3 separate regions of the Sus scrofa genome follow, and all the other regions are linked to region 1. The links are chromatin contacts, called in public Hi-C maps. All regions are on one chromosome and are shown on one strand. The core of a region is the stretch at or near the end of the contact, and the rest is flanking DNA. Distances in the headings are between cores, read along the strand shown. Region 1 has its middle 21 kb from the start of SLC22A8. Region 2 overlaps SLC3A2 (4F2 cell-surface antigen heavy chain). Region 3 overlaps LOC102164585 (solute carrier family 22 member 9-like).

Region 1 (3,253 bases), core at 528-3,027:
ACAATGGGAACTATGTCGTTCAGCCTTTTGAAGGTTAAACATTATAATATGTATTTAAAACTACTAGAAAAGATAAAGCATTTATTTGTAAAACAAGTAGGATATGTATTGTCGGGGAGAGAAGGTATAAAGAATGGAAATATTTTTTTGAGGGATAAAAGGAGTTTAATTTCATCCTAGAGCTGGTTGTTTCTAGATGGGTAAAAAAAAATAGTATTAACTAATATAGATACAGAAGTGATTTTTTTTAAGGTTTTTTAAAAAAGGAACCTTGAGAAAAGAACGTTGTACATTGTTAAGACTGATGAAGATTAGGAGTTCCTGTTGTGGCGCAGTGGTTAACGAATCCGACTAGGAACCATGAGGTTGCGGGTTCGGTCCCTGCCCTTAGCTCAGTGGGTTAACGATCCAGCGTTGCCGTGAGCTGTGGTGTAGGTTGCAGACTCGGCTCGGATCCCGCGTTGCTGTGGCTCTGGCGTAGGCCGGTGGCTACAGCTTCGATTCAACCCCTAGCCTGGGAACCTCCATATGCCGCGGGAGCGGCCCAAGAAATAGCAACAACAACAACAACAACAACAAAGACAAAAAAAAGACCAAAAAAAAAAAAAGACTGATGAAGATTAGATTGGATTAAATTGGGTAAACAAATGTTTTCTTTTTCTAGGGCTGCACCCGCAGCATATAGAAGTTCCCAGGCTAGGGGTCGAATTGGAGTTACAACTGCCAGCCTACACCACAGCCACAGGAACGCAGGATCCGAGCCGTGTCTGCGACCTACACCACAGCTCAAAGCAACACTGGATCCCCCACCCACTGAGCAAGCCCAGGGATTGCACATCCTCACAGATACTAGTCGGATTCATTTCTGCTGCACCACGATAGGAACTCTGAATTTTATTATTAATATTAAGCCAATACAAGACTGGGATTTAGTTTTCTCTCTGTGTTGAGAACAACCTTTTCTGGAAGAGGGACCTGCATTTGATAGCAAATGGTAAGTTTCTAGCTCTAGCTAATTTCAAGCTTTCCACAGGGCCCCGGAGGCATCTCAAAGAGGAAAAACTGGTAGGACATTTAAAGAGTTCTAATGGAAAGTTATTGTTTTGCTCCTAATCGTTTTTTGGTTTGTGTGTTTGTTTGTTTTGGTTTTTGCCTTTTCTTGAGCCGATTCCACCGCCTATGGAAGTTCCCAGGCTAGGAGTCTAATCGGAGCTGTAGCCACCAGCCTACAACAGGGTCACGGCAACTCGGGATCCGAGCCGAGTCTGCGACCCACACCACAGCTCACGGCAACCCTGGATCCTTAACCCACTGAGCAAGGCCAGGGATCGAACCTGCAACCTCATGGTTCCTAGTCGGATTCGTTAACCACTGAGCCACGACAGGTACTCCTCCTAACCGTATTTCTGACTGCAATGTTCAGGATGGAAAAAACTGCCTAGTGACATTGTCACGGAGTATAAGTACTCATGATGTGCATCACGCTGGCTTTACGTTTACCCTTTGAAGCCCACGTTCCACGTTTGTGTGACAATTGGGTATAATAGATAAAATACATAGCCTATAAAATATTTCTCTGTTAGCACCTCTGTGCTTCTTTATGTCTGATTAGTTTTCCCCCAGCATGGACAACTACGCCCGTGTATAAACAAAAAGTAGGCTTAGCACTGAGGGACGGGAATGATTCGTTTCTCGCGTCTGCGTTCTACTCGCCTGGAACAGAAGAGGCACAAACTGAGAACTGCCTTCAGATCTCAAACGCTTAACACTGTGCTCTACTGCCCTCTAGTGGAAGATCTGGTACTTAACATAATCATTGAGTCTCCACTGATTGGGCGGAAGGAGAGGTGTGAAAACGGCCACCAGGGCACCAGCTACCGTGTGGAAGAACATCAGGATGCGGAAAGGGGGATCCGGATGCGGAAAAGGGGTGTCTGGAGTACCTAGAAGAGGAGGAATCCTGATCGTTCCCTCTACCGCCTAGCTCAGGACTCTGACCACCTCTTTCGTAAGAACTGAAAGTTGATATCCGTCGAGTCGACGGAATAACCAGTTGCTCACCTAAATTTCTGGTTACATCAGCTGCCTTGTAAACATATTGATCGAATACCCACAGAGTGCGGGGCAGGGTTCTGTCTCTCCTGATCAGGACAAACAAGATCTTTGCTCTCAGAGATTTGCGTCCCAACGGAAGAAGGAGGAAAGGGGGGTGGGGAAGGAGAAAATGAGCACAAGTAAGAAATAAATTAATACTGCTGTACCCCTGGCACTAATACAACGTTGTAAGTCAACCATATGCCAGCAAAAATTTTTTAGTTAATTAATAAATACAAGTGGTGCCAGGTGAAGATAAACAGAGGCCAGATCATGTAGGACTTTGAACAGCAGGGGAAGCTTAGGGGGGGTTCTAAGGCGGGGGGGTCCTTGGTTTCAAGTTTCTAAAACACCACTCTGGCTTCTGGGTGAAAAATGGATTGTAGACGACAAGAATGGAAGCAGGAAGACCGGTTGGAAAATTGTCACAGAGGTCCAGATGAGAGGGGAAGGGGACCTGGATTAGGCAGGATACAGTAAAGGATGAGAGAAATAGAAAGTTGGGCTACACTGTGGAGGTGAAGCCAACAGCACTTGCCAGGGGATTAGATAGGGAAGGAGGAGGTGAGAAAATGGATACAAATCCAGAATGTCTATATCGTTCTCATTTCAGGCCAGGGGTCCGATCATTCCCAATATAGCCTCTTGTTTTCTTACTCCCAGTTTAAGGAACTGTCTAGATGACTAAGCTGGATGGCTTCCACCTAATATGGAGATGATTCTTTTTTTTTTTTAATTTTGTCTTTTTAGGGCCTCGCCCGTGGCACATGGAGGTTCCCAGGCTAGAGGGAGCTGTAGCTGCCAGCCTATGCCACAGCCACAGCCACGCCATATCTGAACCAGGTCTGTGACCTCCACCGCAGTTCACGGCAACCCCAGATCGTTAACCCACTGAGAAGCGCCAGAGATCAAACCCGTGTCCTCCTCGTGGATGCCAGTTGGGTTCACTAACCACTGAGCCACGACGGGAACTCCAAACTACTATGTTTAGAATGAATGAGATCCTACTGTACAGCACAGGGAACTATGTTCAAACTCTTGGAATAGAACATGATAGGAGATGACATGAAAAAAGAATATATGTATATATATGTATTACTGGGTCACTTTGCTGTACAGCAGAAATTGGCACAACATTGTAAATTAACTATAATTTAAA
Region 2 (3,055 bases), core at 257-2,756, 150 kb after region 1:
CCTAAAAAGAGGAAAAAAAGGTAATTTTTTTTTTTTTTTGGCACCCGAGGCATGTGGAAATTCCCAGGCCAGGGATCAAACCTGGGCCACAGCAGTGACCTAAGCAGCTGCAGTGACAATGCTGGATCCTTAACAGGTTGCATCACACGGGAACTTTCATACTGATCTTGGTCTTGAGCCAAAACCCAAAGAAACAACCTATTCCCATTAGGGCTTGCTTCCCAAACTTTCACTCGAGGCCACAAAAGCAGCCTTAAAGCTGTTCCTTTTCAAATTCCACATCCTTGGCTCTCCCCAAAATCAGTCTCACCCTGAGGTAGGAGGTCCATGGGCCCCCCCTGGGCTGAGAACAGCTGGGACTTAGGCTGAGTCCATTGGGGCTGGCTTCTCTTTGACACCTCCAAGGAGAAAGTTTTGTTTTGTTTTGTTTGTCTTTTTGCCTTTTCTAGGGCTGCTCCCAAGGCACATGGAGGTTCCCAGGTTAGGAGTCTAGTTGGAGCTGTAGCCGCCAGCCTATGCCACAGCCACAGCAACGCAGGATCCGAGCCAGTCTGCAACCTACACCACAGCTCACGGCAACGCCGGATCCTTAACCCACTGAGCAAGGCCAGGGATCGAACCTGAAACCTCATGGTTCCTAGTCAGGTTCGTAACCACTGTGCCATGACAGGAACTCCCCAAGGAGAAAGTTAATGGCAGGAGCTGAGCTCTGCTGGAGTAAAAAGGTAAGATGACCACATCACTCACCCTGGGGTCAAAGAGACCTCCCCAGTTACACCTGCGCAGAAAGACTCCTGGGGTCATAAACGGAGGGGGCGCCAGGCCATAATAAGTCCTGAAACTCTCCCAGAACCCTCTGTTCTGGAATCCATCTTGGCCAAAAGATGTGGATGCATATCGGAGACGGCCCCGGGTCCAGTCACTTGTGAGAAATAAAACAAGGTAACTGGCCAAAGGAAAACAAAGGACCTGGAAGACCCATCCTGTGTAAGTGGTTTAAATCACTTAGCCAGTGCCGTCCTCTTTGAGGGGGACACCCACACCCTCACTCCTTTGGGTGTGTGTCACTGCTTTGCTTCTGCCTTGGATGAACAGACTGCTTCTCCGTGGGCCCTCCCACATGCTGTACTCTTTCCAACAATAAACTTTATACCTGTTTTTACAGTATTTTCCTCCTTAAAACATTCTTGCTTTCAATAGGGGACAAGAATCAGGGCAATCCTGCTCTTAGCCTCCAGCTAGCTGGTCTAGTGGCCAGGATTCCCGGTTTTCACCCAGGCGGTCCGGGTTCAATTTCTGAGCAAAACATTAAGCTCTCACTCCAAGCCATCACTCCCCCGATGTCTCTCTGAGGTCAGTCCTTCTCTGGGACAGCTTCCCACTGGCACATTTCTCCACAGTTCAGAAAACAAGGGAATCCTGTTCTCAGACTGGATTTTTGCCCTAGAGGTGAACAAAGCCTGGCCAATTTGCATATCCCTACTTCTCTACTAATGGAGGCAGTGCCTCTTGCTACCAGGAGGGGGCAGAGGTACTCCCTGAGCAGCTTCCCTCTGAGAAAAGATTTCCGCTAGAGGACGCTGTTTATAGCTCAAAAGTATTTCCCGCGTGGCTCAGCAGCCAAGGAACCCGACTGGTATCCATGAGGTTGTGGGTTCTATCCCTGGCCTCGCTCAGCGGGTTAAGGATCCCCGCATTGCCATGAGCCGTGGTGTCGGTCAGACTCGACTCAGATGCAGCATTGCTGTTACTGTGGCATAGGCAGCTGCAGTTGCAGCTCCAGTGTGACCCCCTAGCCTGGGAACCTCAAGCCTCCACATGCTGCCGATGCAGCACTGAAAAGACAAAACAAAAAAAAAAAGTATTTCTTTAATGAACCTCTTCAGGAGCGTACTTCACAGCATAGAGAGGATAATCAATGAATTATAGTGACACCTCTTGTTATACATGATGGGGATAAAGTAATAAATGATTAATTAATTATTCAGACAAGATTTCTGACCTCAGGGAGGATAAGCCAGAATGGGGTCAAGTAGAGTGAGGAGGAGAGGAGAAGGCTGCTACAGAAGCTGAAAAAGGAAACTGGGCTGGGCTGGCTCTGCTGGAAGTGAGACAGGGAGACGAGCTCATCCCTTTTGGAAAAGGACAAAGGAATGGCCTTGGGCAAAACGGGCCTTGCAAGCTAAAGAACAAAGGCCTTGGAGGCCAGAGTCCCAGGGACAAAAAACCAGGCCCACTGGACTAAAAGATTATTTTAATCTTTGTTATACTAAGGAGTACACCTAGTTGCCGCAAGAAGTCAAGTGTAAATTTTAACTTTATCTGTTCCTGTGCTTTCTTGTGGACAATGATCATGTCTTTCTTTCCCCTCACAGGAGCCCTCCCCGTTCCTGATAGTAGAGCCACCTGCTGCTGAGCAGAGAACCTTCATGACTTCTGGAAATCATCAGTGATGATAAGACAACCCCTCCCTTTTGTTACATGTCCCTTCTACTCAGGGAGCTGGCTCTTTTTTTGCTCTGCATTCTCCCTTGTGCACAGGCGATCTTTCTTTTTTTTTTTTTTTTTTTTTATCATTGCACCCACAGCCTATGGCAGTTCCCGGGCCAGGAACTGAATCCAAGCCACATGCAGCTGTGGTGATGCTGGATCATTTTAACCCACTGCATCGGGCTGGGGATCGAACCCAAGCCTTGACAACAACCGGAGCTGCTGTAGACTCTTTTTTTTTTTTTTTTTTTTTTTTTGCTTTTTAGGGCTGCACTCTCAGTAAATGTCAAATCAGAGCTGCAGCTGCCGGCCTACAACACAGCCACAACAACTCGGGATCCAAGTCATGTCTGCGAGCTACACCACAGCTCACGGCCACGCCAGATCCTTAACCCACTGAGCGAGGCCAGGGAGCAAACCCACATCCTCATGGGTCCTAGTCGGGTTCATTAACCACTGAGCCACAAAGGGAACTCCTGCAGTTGGATTCTTAACCCACCGCATCACAGCAGAAATTCCCACAAGCTGTCTTTCTTTTTTTGCTTTTTAGGGCCGCACCCACGGC
Region 3 (3,293 bases), core at 301-2,800, 240 kb before region 1:
CAACCAAATCTCATTTCCCCATGTTCCACACAGCTTCTGTTTGGAAACGTGAAGGGGTTCAGAATGTGCCATCCCCCCAAAATGCTGCTCTGGCATGTTGATTATTTGGAACCGAAGGTACTTGGGAAACAGAAGATGCACGAAGAGGGTTCTCTGACCTCTCCTTCCTTCCTACAAGTAGGTGGTAAAGTTTCTCCTGAGAAAGATGCCCCTTCTGTGTCATGAAGGAAAGAACATTCTTACCACCAGAGACTGGGAAGTGACGCCAACATAGGCTTGTTCAAATTTGCTAAAACAACTCTTGTTTTCCCTTAGTTTCCCATATACTTTCTAGTCACTGTCCCACAAATGACACTGCTAGCCCAAGCCCCTTTGTCTTGTCACATACCAATTGATTGTGTGTGTGTGTGTGAACAGGTATACAAGCTTTTGGACCTAATGGCTTCTTTGGTTTTTTATTTTCCTTCTTCTGAAGGCATGTGAAAATGTTAACTACATTTGTACGCATTTCTCCTGTTCATCTGCCCCATGTCTGGGGCCATCCACAGAACCCAGGAGGGTGGAAGGAAATTTTTCCTTCCCTGCAGATGCCTTTCCCTTCCCATCTCATCCCCACCACTGCTGCATTAGGCCAGAAAATATAAATCGATTCCTCTTGTACCATAATTAGGAAAACGCCAGGACGACCCTTTCATGCAGTAGCCCTTCACCATCGCAGACTCAGACTTGGAGCTTATCGGCTTCCTCTTATTCAGGGCAGGTGCCAATTGTGGCAAATAAAAACATATCATGGCTAGTTCTAATTTTATTCAAGCAAACCATGAATAACTTCCTACAGTATTTTGGACATGCTTATACTAAGCTATTACTTATTATTGATCTGAAATTTGCATTTGATGGGATATCTTGAATTGTATCCAGTTAGCACATAAAAATACAGAACTCTAAGACAAGTGGATATGTCATAAGAACTGTGAATAATTTTCATTGTAACTATGTGCCGTGTAACATCTGGCACATTGTTACCCAAAATATTTGTGCCTATTTGAAATTCAAACCTAATTTCCTGTCCACGACATTATCTGGCAATCCTGTCTGTTTGGCCTGTTGAACTGCACAGATTAGCAGAGCACAGGCTCAAGGGTTGAACAAGGACTGAAGAGAGTTCGTGGGTTTTTCATTCTAAGATCCTCTAAGACTCGGAGGGAGCTTATACCTTGAAGACAGAAAGCTGACAAATAATGGCACAGAAATCACCAGCTGGAAGGTGCACCAGTCTTGAAAGGCAAAAGCTAAACCACCTAAGAGTATCTGTCCAACACCAGCGGCAGAGGTTACCAGTGCTACTCCCATGGCTTGGAATTGGGGCACCATCCATTCTATAACTGAAAGGAAATACAAACAGGATTTTGACCTCAAACAAAGGTGGACTGTCAATGTCAAAGTCAAGTCAAAACGTAGACGATCGAAAGTGTTGACTTACTGAGCATATTGCTATTGACTAAGATGGTTGCAGCAGGAAGCCCAGCCAAGAAACGTAGTAAGCAGTAAATGGGGAAGTTGGGAGCGATGACGGCACAGGTGTCAGCAAGGGCAAGCTGGAGCAAACACCAGCTGAGTATTAACTTTCTCCCAAACCTGAGAAATAGGTACAGGTTAGAAGATAGGAACAATAACAACCAATTGAAAACATGTGTGAAAGAAAGGGGCCCATTTTGAAATTCAGGGAATGTTTTTGGCAAGTGAAACTTTGCACTTGAAACCTTGATGAATCAACAGATAATTAAGGACAGATCTCTGAAAGCGACCTTCCCGTCTGTAACCCAAGTGAAACAAAGTCTCTTCTCCGCTCTGTTACCAGTGGATCTTTGACACCAACGGAAACCAAATAAGGCAGGATGGAATACTGTAAATTTTCATACATCACAAACATTCTTTGTGCTAACAGAGGCACTTAGGATAGTAAGAAGTCTACATTAGTGTCTAGAAAACAGTGGCTCTTGCTAGGACCCTGCAGGCTAAGGCTAAATTGAAGTGTTTCTTCTGTTATTGATTTCTAGTTTCATACCACTGTGGTCAGAAAAGATGCTTGTTGTGATTTCAATATCCTTAAGTTTTCCAAGACCTATTTCAATATTCTTAAGTTTTCCAAGACCTTACATATGATCCGTGTGCACCGTTGTTGGGATGGAAAGTTCTGTATGTATCTATGAGGCCCATTTAGTCTGAAATATAGTTCAAGTCCAACATTTCCTTATTGATTTTCTGTCTTACTGATCTATCCATGGTCGGAATGTGGTATTGAAGCCCGTTACTACTATTGTACTGTTAACTATTTCTTCCTTCATACCTGTTAGTATTTGCTTAATGTTATTTAAATATGCTGCTGTCTGGTGCACATATTTTTTCTTCCAATTTTGATGGCTTTTCTTTCTTTTTCTTGTCTAATTCATGTCACTAGGACTTCCAAAACTACGTTGAGTAGAAGTGGTGAGAGTGGACTTCCTTGTCGTGTTCCTGAATTTAGTGGGAAGGCTTTCAGATTTTCACAGTCGAGTATTATGTTGGCTGTGGTTTGTCACAAATGGCGTTTAGTATGTCCGTATATATTCCCTCTATACTCACTTTGACGAGAGTTCTTATCTTGAATAGATGTTGAATTTTGTCAAAAGCTTCTTGTAGATCTATCAAGGTGATCACGTCATTTTCGTCTTTTTTTAAAAATGTGGTGTATCACATTGACTGATTTGCATATAGTGCATTGTCCTTGTGAATAGATAACAAGATTCACTAGAATAAATCTAGTGTGATCACAGTGTATGATCCCTTTTTCTGTATTGTCGGATTTGATTGGCTACTATTTTGTTGATGACTTTTGCATTTATCATTCATCAAAAATATTGGCCTGTAATTTTCTTTTCTTTTGCTTTGTAGCATCTTTGTTTGGTTTGGTATTCTATGAGGGTAATGGCCTCATAGAATCAGTTTTGGGAATGTTCCCCCGCTTCAATTTTTCTTGAATAGTTTGAGAAGGACTGGTAAAAGTTCTCTATATGCTTGGTAGAGTTTTTCAGTAAAGGTACGTAGTCCTGGGCTTTTGTTTGCAGGGAATTTTGTTTTTTGTTTTGTTTTGCTTTTTAAAAAAAAAAAACAGATTCTACTTTATTTCTAGTGATTGGTCTGTTCAAATTTGTTTCTTTTTGACTCAGTGTTCATAGGTTGTATGTTTCTAGAAATTTGTCCATTTCTTCTAGGTTGTCCAATTTGTTGGCATATAACTATTCATAGTATTC

Evidence for each region. A called contact is a pair of places that touch in the nucleus more often than the background predicts.
Region 2: a Hi-C map of liver shows a contact between it and region 1, with 4 times the contacts expected there. The contact joins two enhancer-like sites. A contact is called at or near these places in 2 of 47 Hi-C or Micro-C datasets (fibroblasts and liver).
Region 3: a Hi-C map of liver shows a contact between it and region 1, with 4 times the contacts expected there. The contact joins two enhancer-like sites. A contact is called at or near these places in 4 of 47 Hi-C or Micro-C datasets (fetal skeletal muscle, liver, mesenchymal stem cells and 1 more).

The regions. Positions count from the first base shown.
Region 1 is chr2:8,760,309-8,763,561 of Sscrofa11.1, forward strand. No RefSeq gene overlaps it. Among named protein-coding and RNA genes, the nearest start is that of SLC22A8, 21 kb to the right of the region's middle. Within about 2 kb of position 1,778, at least 3 of the 83 cell types and tissues checked have an H3K27ac peak or open chromatin away from gene starts, as enhancers often do. A contact at or near this core is called in liver, where this site is marked.
Region 2 is chr2:8,908,420-8,911,474 of Sscrofa11.1, forward strand. The region is part of intron 1 of SLC3A2 (4F2 cell-surface antigen heavy chain); the gene reads right to left. Among named protein-coding and RNA genes, the nearest start is that of SLC3A2, 9.1 kb to the right of the region's middle. Within about 2 kb of position 1,507, at least 23 of the 83 cell types and tissues checked have an H3K27ac peak or open chromatin away from gene starts, as enhancers often do. A contact at or near this core is called in liver, where this site is marked.
Region 3 is chr2:8,525,146-8,528,438 of Sscrofa11.1, forward strand. LOC102164585 (solute carrier family 22 member 9-like) reads right to left here. Exons shown (of 10, transcript XM_021082905.1): 3 at 1,484-1,638; 4 at 1,217-1,385. Among named protein-coding and RNA genes, the nearest start is that of HRASLS5, 52 kb to the left of the region's middle. Within about 2 kb of position 1,551, at least 2 of the 83 cell types and tissues checked have an H3K27ac peak or open chromatin away from gene starts, as enhancers often do. A contact at or near this core is called in liver, where this site is marked.